Linked DNA regions of Anas platyrhynchos: region 1 is linked to region 2. The links are chromatin contacts, called in public Hi-C maps. All regions are on one chromosome and are shown on one strand. The core of a region is the stretch at or near the end of the contact, and the rest is flanking DNA. Distances in the headings are between cores, read along the strand shown. Region 1 has its middle 61 kb from the start of TRNAS-GCU. Region 2 holds the start of ZFP36L2 (ZFP36 ring finger protein like 2).

What was found. A called contact is a pair of places that touch in the nucleus more often than the background predicts.
Region 1: a Hi-C map of liver shows a contact between it and region 2, with 2.0 times the contacts expected there. The contact joins the enhancer-like site here to the promoter of ZFP36L2 in region 2. A contact is called at or near these places in 3 of 8 Hi-C or Micro-C datasets (liver, skeletal muscle and subcutaneous adipose tissue).

The regions. Positions count from the first base shown.
Region 1 is chr3:41,257,790-41,261,355 of IASCAAS_PekinDuck_T2T, reverse strand. No RefSeq gene overlaps it. Among named protein-coding and RNA genes, the nearest start is that of TRNAS-GCU, 61 kb to the right of the region's middle. Within about 2 kb of position 2,120, at least 2 of the 8 cell types and tissues checked have an H3K27ac peak or open chromatin away from gene starts, as enhancers often do. A contact at or near this core is called in subcutaneous adipose tissue, where this site is marked.
Region 2 is chr3:41,028,984-41,032,436 of IASCAAS_PekinDuck_T2T, reverse strand. It overlaps ZFP36L2 (ZFP36 ring finger protein like 2), which reads right to left and starts at 2,120. Exons shown (of 2, transcript XM_027454118.3): 1 at 2,070-2,120; 2 at 145-1,832. The coding sequence starts at 2,120. The coding sequence ends at 366.

The DNA.
Region 1 (3,566 bases), core at 871-3,370, 230 kb before region 2:
AGAGAACCAGAAGCAAGAAAATAAAAAATAAATGCATTTTTCCTTAGAAATAACAACATCCAACCAAACACTAGAAACCTAGCAACTATCAAAAAAATAAATAAATAACTTCAAGTATACAGAGAGATCAGTAAGGATCCCTTTTTTCATGCCCTCTAAGTAATTTCACATCTCTCCTTGACAGGTTAAGGTCAGCAGGCCACATTTACATCTAGTGTCCTAAAGAACCTACAGATAAGGGACTTGATATCCAAATAAACTCTATATTTAAACATATTTTGAAGAAAGACCAAACATGAACACATGCCAATATTTTCATTCCATATGTCCAGCAATTTTGCTAGTATTTTTCTAGCTATTATAAATATCCAATAAATAAAGCAAAACGGCACAATATTCTGCACTGTGATTAAATAGGAAGAAACCACTATATATGTGTATAGATATAGATATAAATATAAAAGAAACAGGGCTTCACCCTGATGCTTAATGGATCACATAGGTGTTTGTTTTTTTCTATCTACTAAAACAAGGCAATATACCTCAAGCTGTACCCCCTTGGCCACCTTACAAAGAGCCATAAAGCCCCGACCTCACACCACACTCTCAGTCAAACACCATTCTCCTTCTCCAACACTTAGTTCCTACCTTCATTTTTTTCTGAAAAGTAATTCTTTATTTCTTCCTTATAAGGTCAGGTCTCCTCAAGAGTCTCCACACAATAGCACCTTCCTGAAAACTTCACCCATGTGATGATTCCCCGTCCTCCTTATATGACCTTCCCCTGAGTGTTTTTATTCCCTACAGCTGCACTCCTTCCTGCACCCTATTGTCTGCCTTCTACTCTACCCTTCCTCTGCCTTGTGTGTGTGTATTCTTCCTAACCCCAAGCCCATCCAGACACTTTGCCCATAGGCAGAATTTATTCTTTTTCCTTAGACATTTATTTGGTGGGGTAACTTATTTCTTCTCTCATCCCTAACACCACCAGAGTCCCCAAAGACATTAGAAACTGCTGTTGAAAAAGTTAATAGGAATGACCTGATTTATACTTCTTCCAAAACAAGGTTGATGTAACGTGGTTGTTGCCATCTGCCACCAAACAGAGGGGAAAATCAAAAGCCTCTGAAGCAGCTGAACTTAAGGAGGAAATATTAAGCATTATTAATGCAAACAAGCCATGAACTGCTATTACTTTGCAGTGCATTAGCCATTCCTGCAACTATTTCAAATTTTCTGGAGGAGTAGGCAGCCATAAAGGAAAATATTCTTTATGGACCAGGGTCTTTTGCCTCTACTTCTCCACTGAAAGTAGGGGCTTAGCTCAAGTTTCAGCCTTAAAGTTGTCCCATTCTCCTCTAAATTTGATCATTCACCCCCTTTAATAAAATCATTAAACTTTTTGGTGTATTAGTTTGGGGTACTAAAAACTATGAAAAATCAAATCTGCTGGTCACTTTAAAATCTTGATCCTGAGATGAGAAAGGACCGGTTTGGGTCTCTAATCCTGCAGCCTCTGAAAAACAGAGGTCTTGACTTTGAGCTCCCTCATAACCACACCAGCTGTAGCTGAGATGATTCATAGATTTTTCCAACCATTAAGACAATTCAATCTGTTTGAGTTGAACAGCACTGAAAGTCTTACGTGGTAGTTCATGCAGCACAATAGATCACAAACCACACTGTAATTTTACTATTTCTAGAACAAAAAACAAAACAAAACAAACAAACAAAAAAAGAACAACAACAACAAAAAACAAACTTATTAAGTGAATAAAACTGAAAGAAAGAAATTAAAGTTATAAAGCATAAGTGCACGTAGAATTGTCTTTAAATGGGATTGCCCTTGACAATGGCTGACTTCCAGAGCAGGGGTTCCTTACAGAGTAATTTTAAAAGTCATCTGACTCTAAATTATCATCTTCTCCTAGTCTCAGATCCTAGTCTGCAAGCAGTCACACCGGGAAGGACGAGCAGTTTAGTTTTATGCACTCCCTAGAGCATGTAATCTTGGTAGGGTGGCTGTGTTGCAGCAAACGGGCTACTCTATTATATATCGCAACTGCTCCTCATCTGTGTAAGTCCTGCCACAGGGAAAAAATAGTCAAGCAAGAGAGAAAGAATGTAGAGCTTTCAGCAGAGGGAGGTATTGACACAGCATATAACTCCAGGGGTGGGGAGCTGAGATGGGCTGTTTCAGTGCTCAGCTAGTTAGAAGCTGTATATGCCTCCTCTGGCAGTATTTAAAGAAGAAAAAAAAATAGCCTGCACTTAAACAGCTTTGCTGATGTTGTTTTCCCACTTGCAGATGTTGAGCTGCATTATGTTGTCAGTGAAAAAAAAAAATAAAATTGAAACTAGAGGGTGGGGGGAAAGGAAATAGAGACATAAATTTAAAGAGAGAAGCCTTTGGTCACCAAAAATAGCCAGAGCAGATAGTGTAACTAAAACCTGTGCCTACGCTGTCAGCGCAGCACACAGGGCAAAGTTACATAATATTTTCCACATTTATTTCAAGCAGGGCAGCCTGCCAGCTTGATAGATTTCTAGAAAGGGTGGGAGAGAGAGAGTGGTTTGATTCACAGACTGCCGTATTTACAGCTCACCCCATGGCCACTGCCTTCCCCTCTTTGGGCGTTTACCTTCACAGTTTGCCAGAGAGCAGTGTGAGCATAACCCTGATATAGAAAGTAAGTCACTGTTCAGACTGCCTAAAGCACTACAAATGCGTAAGTTAGCTTTGCTTTTCTTGTTTTGACGGTGCTAACGTGCACTGATTTGCCGAAAGTGCAGCCATTGTCAAAGTCCAGAAATTAGTAACAGGAAAAGTGCCAAGACAAAATGATGGGGAGGGGAGGGCTTCGGGTTTTGGCTCTTCCTTGCTCTCAGTCCTAGTAGTTGGTCCTGACTACAGGGCACAGAAGCAGCATCTTCAGAAAGAAAAGCTTTCTGCAAAACCGTTGAAACAAAAGTTACTTCGTGATCTGTTCAGGTTAGAAGTGGGTGTGAGTATCTGAAATGGATCTGAATTTTCTCAAAAGGCAGGGCTACTCCAACCAATTGCCTGGATGACACCAGCTACCTACTTTTCTGTGAGGAATTGCTAGGAAACATATAATTATGTGAAAAACATTCATCAAGGTCAGTCATACAAATGACTAAATGAACAGTTCTGTGCTACTTGTGACAAGACAATCCATAAGGTTAAGCTTTGGCTTGCGTATTTCCTGCATTTATTCTATATTTTCTGTACATGTGGCAGGTCCTCCATTGGGACTTCTCAAATACTTCATTAAGATTTTACTGTTGCTGGCAAGAACTAACACTGCAGTTCCCCATCAAAGCTAGAAAGTAGAATGACTAGAAAAATGACAAACAAAAATGCTATTTCCTATGTCCAGCTTGCATGAAGAGAAAATGTGAGTGAAAGAAAGGGAAAAAATAGAGAACTGATATCACTGTAGTAAAACCAGTATGTTGTCCATAAAACAGGCTACAAAAAGAAAAAAAAAGAAAAAAAAAAAGTTAAGACTCCTTCCCTCTTCCATTTGCAATACATGCACAGC
Region 2 (3,453 bases), core at 871-3,370:
TGCTGGTGCGTATCATAACTTGTCTCCAAAGAACAACAACAAGAAAAAAAAAAAAAAAAACAACCCCAAAACAAAAATCCCCTTCTTCCAAGGTCTCTCTATAAAAATAGGTTTGTTCAGTTCACGTCACTCGCCCTTTCGCAAAACGCTTTTTTTTTTTTTTGTTCAGCTCTCGGTGGATATATAGATAGATATACGTATAAAAAAACAAAAACAAGAACAAGAGCAGGGTTCTCTCTCTTCGCCCTGTGACTTACTTGCGCTCGCGGCTGCGGGGGGGGCGCGGGGCCGGCCCGGGGGCGGCGGCGGGGGGCGCAGCGGGAGCAGCAGCAGCAGCAGCAGCAGCAGCAGGGGCAGCCGCCGGCCTAATCGTCGGAGATGGAGAGGCGGCTGAAGATGGGCAGGCGGCGGCCCGAGTCCAGGCTGGGCGACTCGGAGCCGCTGAGCGAGCCGGAGCTGAGGGAGCCGCTCAGGTAGCTCTCGCGGTCCGACAGCGAGTCCGGCGGGCTGGGCGGCGCGTCGAAGACGGGCGACTCGGAGAGGCGGCGCAGGGGCTGGAAGCTGAAGGGCGGCGAGGCGGGGGGCGGCGGGCAGCCCCCCCCGGGGGGCGGCGGCGGCGGGGGCTGCTGCTGCTGCTGCTGCTGGCAGCGGTAATAGGCGGCGGCGGCGGCTGCCGCGGCGGCGGCGGCGGCGAAGCTGGGGGTGTGCAGGGCGAGGGGCGCGATGAGGCTGCCCAGCTCCTGGCCCGAGAAGGCGAAGGCGTTGTTGGCGCAGGGCGGCGAGAGCAGCTCCTCGCAGTACGACGAGGCCGAGGCGGGCGGCGGCGGCGTGCGCGACCCGCCGGGGCTCTCCAGCAGCGCGGCGTCCAGGCGGCCGCCGGGGGGCGGCGGGGGCGGCGGGGCGGCGGCGTGCGGGTGGTGGTGGTGGTGGTGGTGGGCGGAGAAGCCGGAGAAGCTCAGGCTGTGGTGCAGCTTGGGCCGCTCGCTGCCCCCGCCGCCGCCGCCGCCGCGGGGGTGCCCGAAGCCGCCGCCGCCGCCTCCTCCTCCTCCTCCCAGGGGGTGGTCGCGGGGGGCGAAGGCGCGGAGGTCGCCGGTGCTGCCGGCGGGGTGCGGGGCGTGCTGGTGGTGGTGGTGGTGGTGGTGCGGGGGGGCGGCCGAGGCGGGGGGAGCGGCGGCCGTGCCCCCGCCGGGCGCCGGGCGGCGCTCGTCGGCGTTGTGGATGAAGTGGCAGCGGGGGCCGTAGGGGCAGAAGCCGATGGTGTGGAAGGTGCGGCACAGCTCGGTCTTGTACTTGGGGTGGCGGGTGAGGCTGCGCAGCTCGTGGAAGCCGTGCGCGAACTGGCACTTCTCGCCGTACTTGCAGGCGCCGCTCTCCTCGAAGGGGCGGCACAGCTCCGTCTTGTAGCGCGTCGAGTTGATGGGCGCCCCCCCGCCGCCGCCCGAGCCGCCCCCCTTCTGCTGCTGCTGCTGCTGCTGCTGGAGCTGCTGCATGAGGTGCTGGCTGCGCTCGCCGTTCTCGCTGAAGGAGCGGTCCCGGAACTTGTTCTCCTTGTTGAGCAGGGCCGTGGGGCTGCTGCTGCCGCCGCCTCCGCCGCCGGAGCCCGTCTCCTTCAGGCTGCCGAACGAGGAGGAGGAAGAGGAGGAGGAGGAGGAGGAGGACGAGCTGGAGCCGGTGGGGCTGGGGAACTTGGAGCCGCCGGCCAGGGCCGGCAGGTTGCTGGTCGAGTGCCGCCGCAGGAAGCCCGGCGCGAAGCTGGAGCTGGGGGGGGTGACCGGGGTCCCCACGGCCTTCTTGTCCAGCATGCTGCTCAGGTTGCTCAGGGACTTCTCCGTCTGCGAGCGGGGTGGGAGAAGGGGGGGACGAGGAGCGGGAGAAGAGGAGGAGGAGGAGGAGAGAGCGGAGAGAGGCGGGTTGGCTCGCAGCGCGACCGCCAGCCCGCGCCGCCCTGGGCACGGCCCCGCAGCCGCGGCGGGGCAGGGACAGGGACAGGGACGGGAACGGGGCTGGGGGCACGGAGCAGCCCCGCGCCCCCCGGGCAGCCTCCCCCCTTGTCCCGGCCCGGCCCTTACCTTGCACAAGAAGTCGATGTCGTAGAAGGCCGATAACAGCGTCGTAGACATCGCTAGATCCTGTAATGGTCGGACACGCAGCAAGGACCGAAAGAGCCCGCTCCCCTCGGAGGGTTTGCAAAAGCCACGACTGGGCGGGAGGCGGCGGCGGCGGCGGCCGGGGCGGGGTGGGTGTGGGGTGCGGGTGTGGGGGGGGTGCCGGCCGCTCACGGGTCCGAAACGCTCCCGACTCCTTCCCGGCGGGGCGGCGGGAGCCGGGCCGGGGCGGCGGCGGCGGCTGCAGGGCAGCGGGCGACCGGCGGGAGCTCGGCGGGGCCCCGCGCCGCCCCCATATAAACGCCGCCGCCGAGGCACGGGGGGGAGGTGCCGGGGCCCAGCGCCCCGCCCGCCGCCCGCCCCGCCCCGCCCCGCCGCTGGCCGCCATTTCGGGTCGGCGCGGAGCCGCCTCCACCTCCTCCTCCTCCTCCTCCTCCTCCTCCTCCTCCTCCTCCTCCTCAGCCGCTTGTGCCACGTAATGGGCCCGAGACAAAAGCCCGGGGCCGCCCCGGGGCCGGGCGGGCTCGCTCCCGGCTGCCCGCAGCGCGCTGCTGCTCGCCCCCCCCCCCCCCTCCCCGTCCCGGCCGTGCCCGGCGCTGTGCCGCCCCCTGCCGCCCCCGGCCCGCCGCTGAGGGAAGTTGGCCCGGGAGGAGCCGCACGCCCCGAGGCTCACAGAGTTGCTCGGTTTTATGCGCAGCGTGGACCTGCTGCTGCGCTGCTCTGTCTGCAGCTGCCCAGCGCTCAGTGTAAATGCCCACACGCACTTCCCCTTCCCAGCAAAACACCAAAAAGCCAGGGCCAGCAGGCAGCCGTCCCCTCGCTGCTGAAACAGCCGAGGGCACAGAGCCCAGCCGGCCTTTCGGCAGAGTTCCCCCTTCTGCCAGCCTTGCTGCTGCACCAGTCCCACAAGCTGGGAGCTGCGCTAGCGGGCAGCTGTAGTCAGGAGCCGCACGACTGCTTGACCCTTAAAAGCGGCTTCCAGACGTAACCTGGGCTACTCTTTGCCCAGGAGCTGAAAGCAGATGCCAACGAATTAATTTCCAGGCCAGCTCCCAGCGTGGCTTTATTGCGTTAGATAACACGCACCCTGTGCAACAAGCTGCCATCTCCGATTCTAACCTTCTCCTGCTGCTGCTGTGTGAAGTCTCACGTTGCACTGTGAATTACTTACATAAGTAATCTCGAATCCTGGAAGCCTACAGCGAGTACTTCCACTTCAGACATGAGTTTTTGCCTAGAGTGAGTTAGCCCGGTGCAGTTTACACACGTTCATTAGGCTTAATTTGACAGTTTATCTTGTTTTACAGCAGATTCCTCCCCAAACTCACGCCGTCGCAAGGAGTCGGCG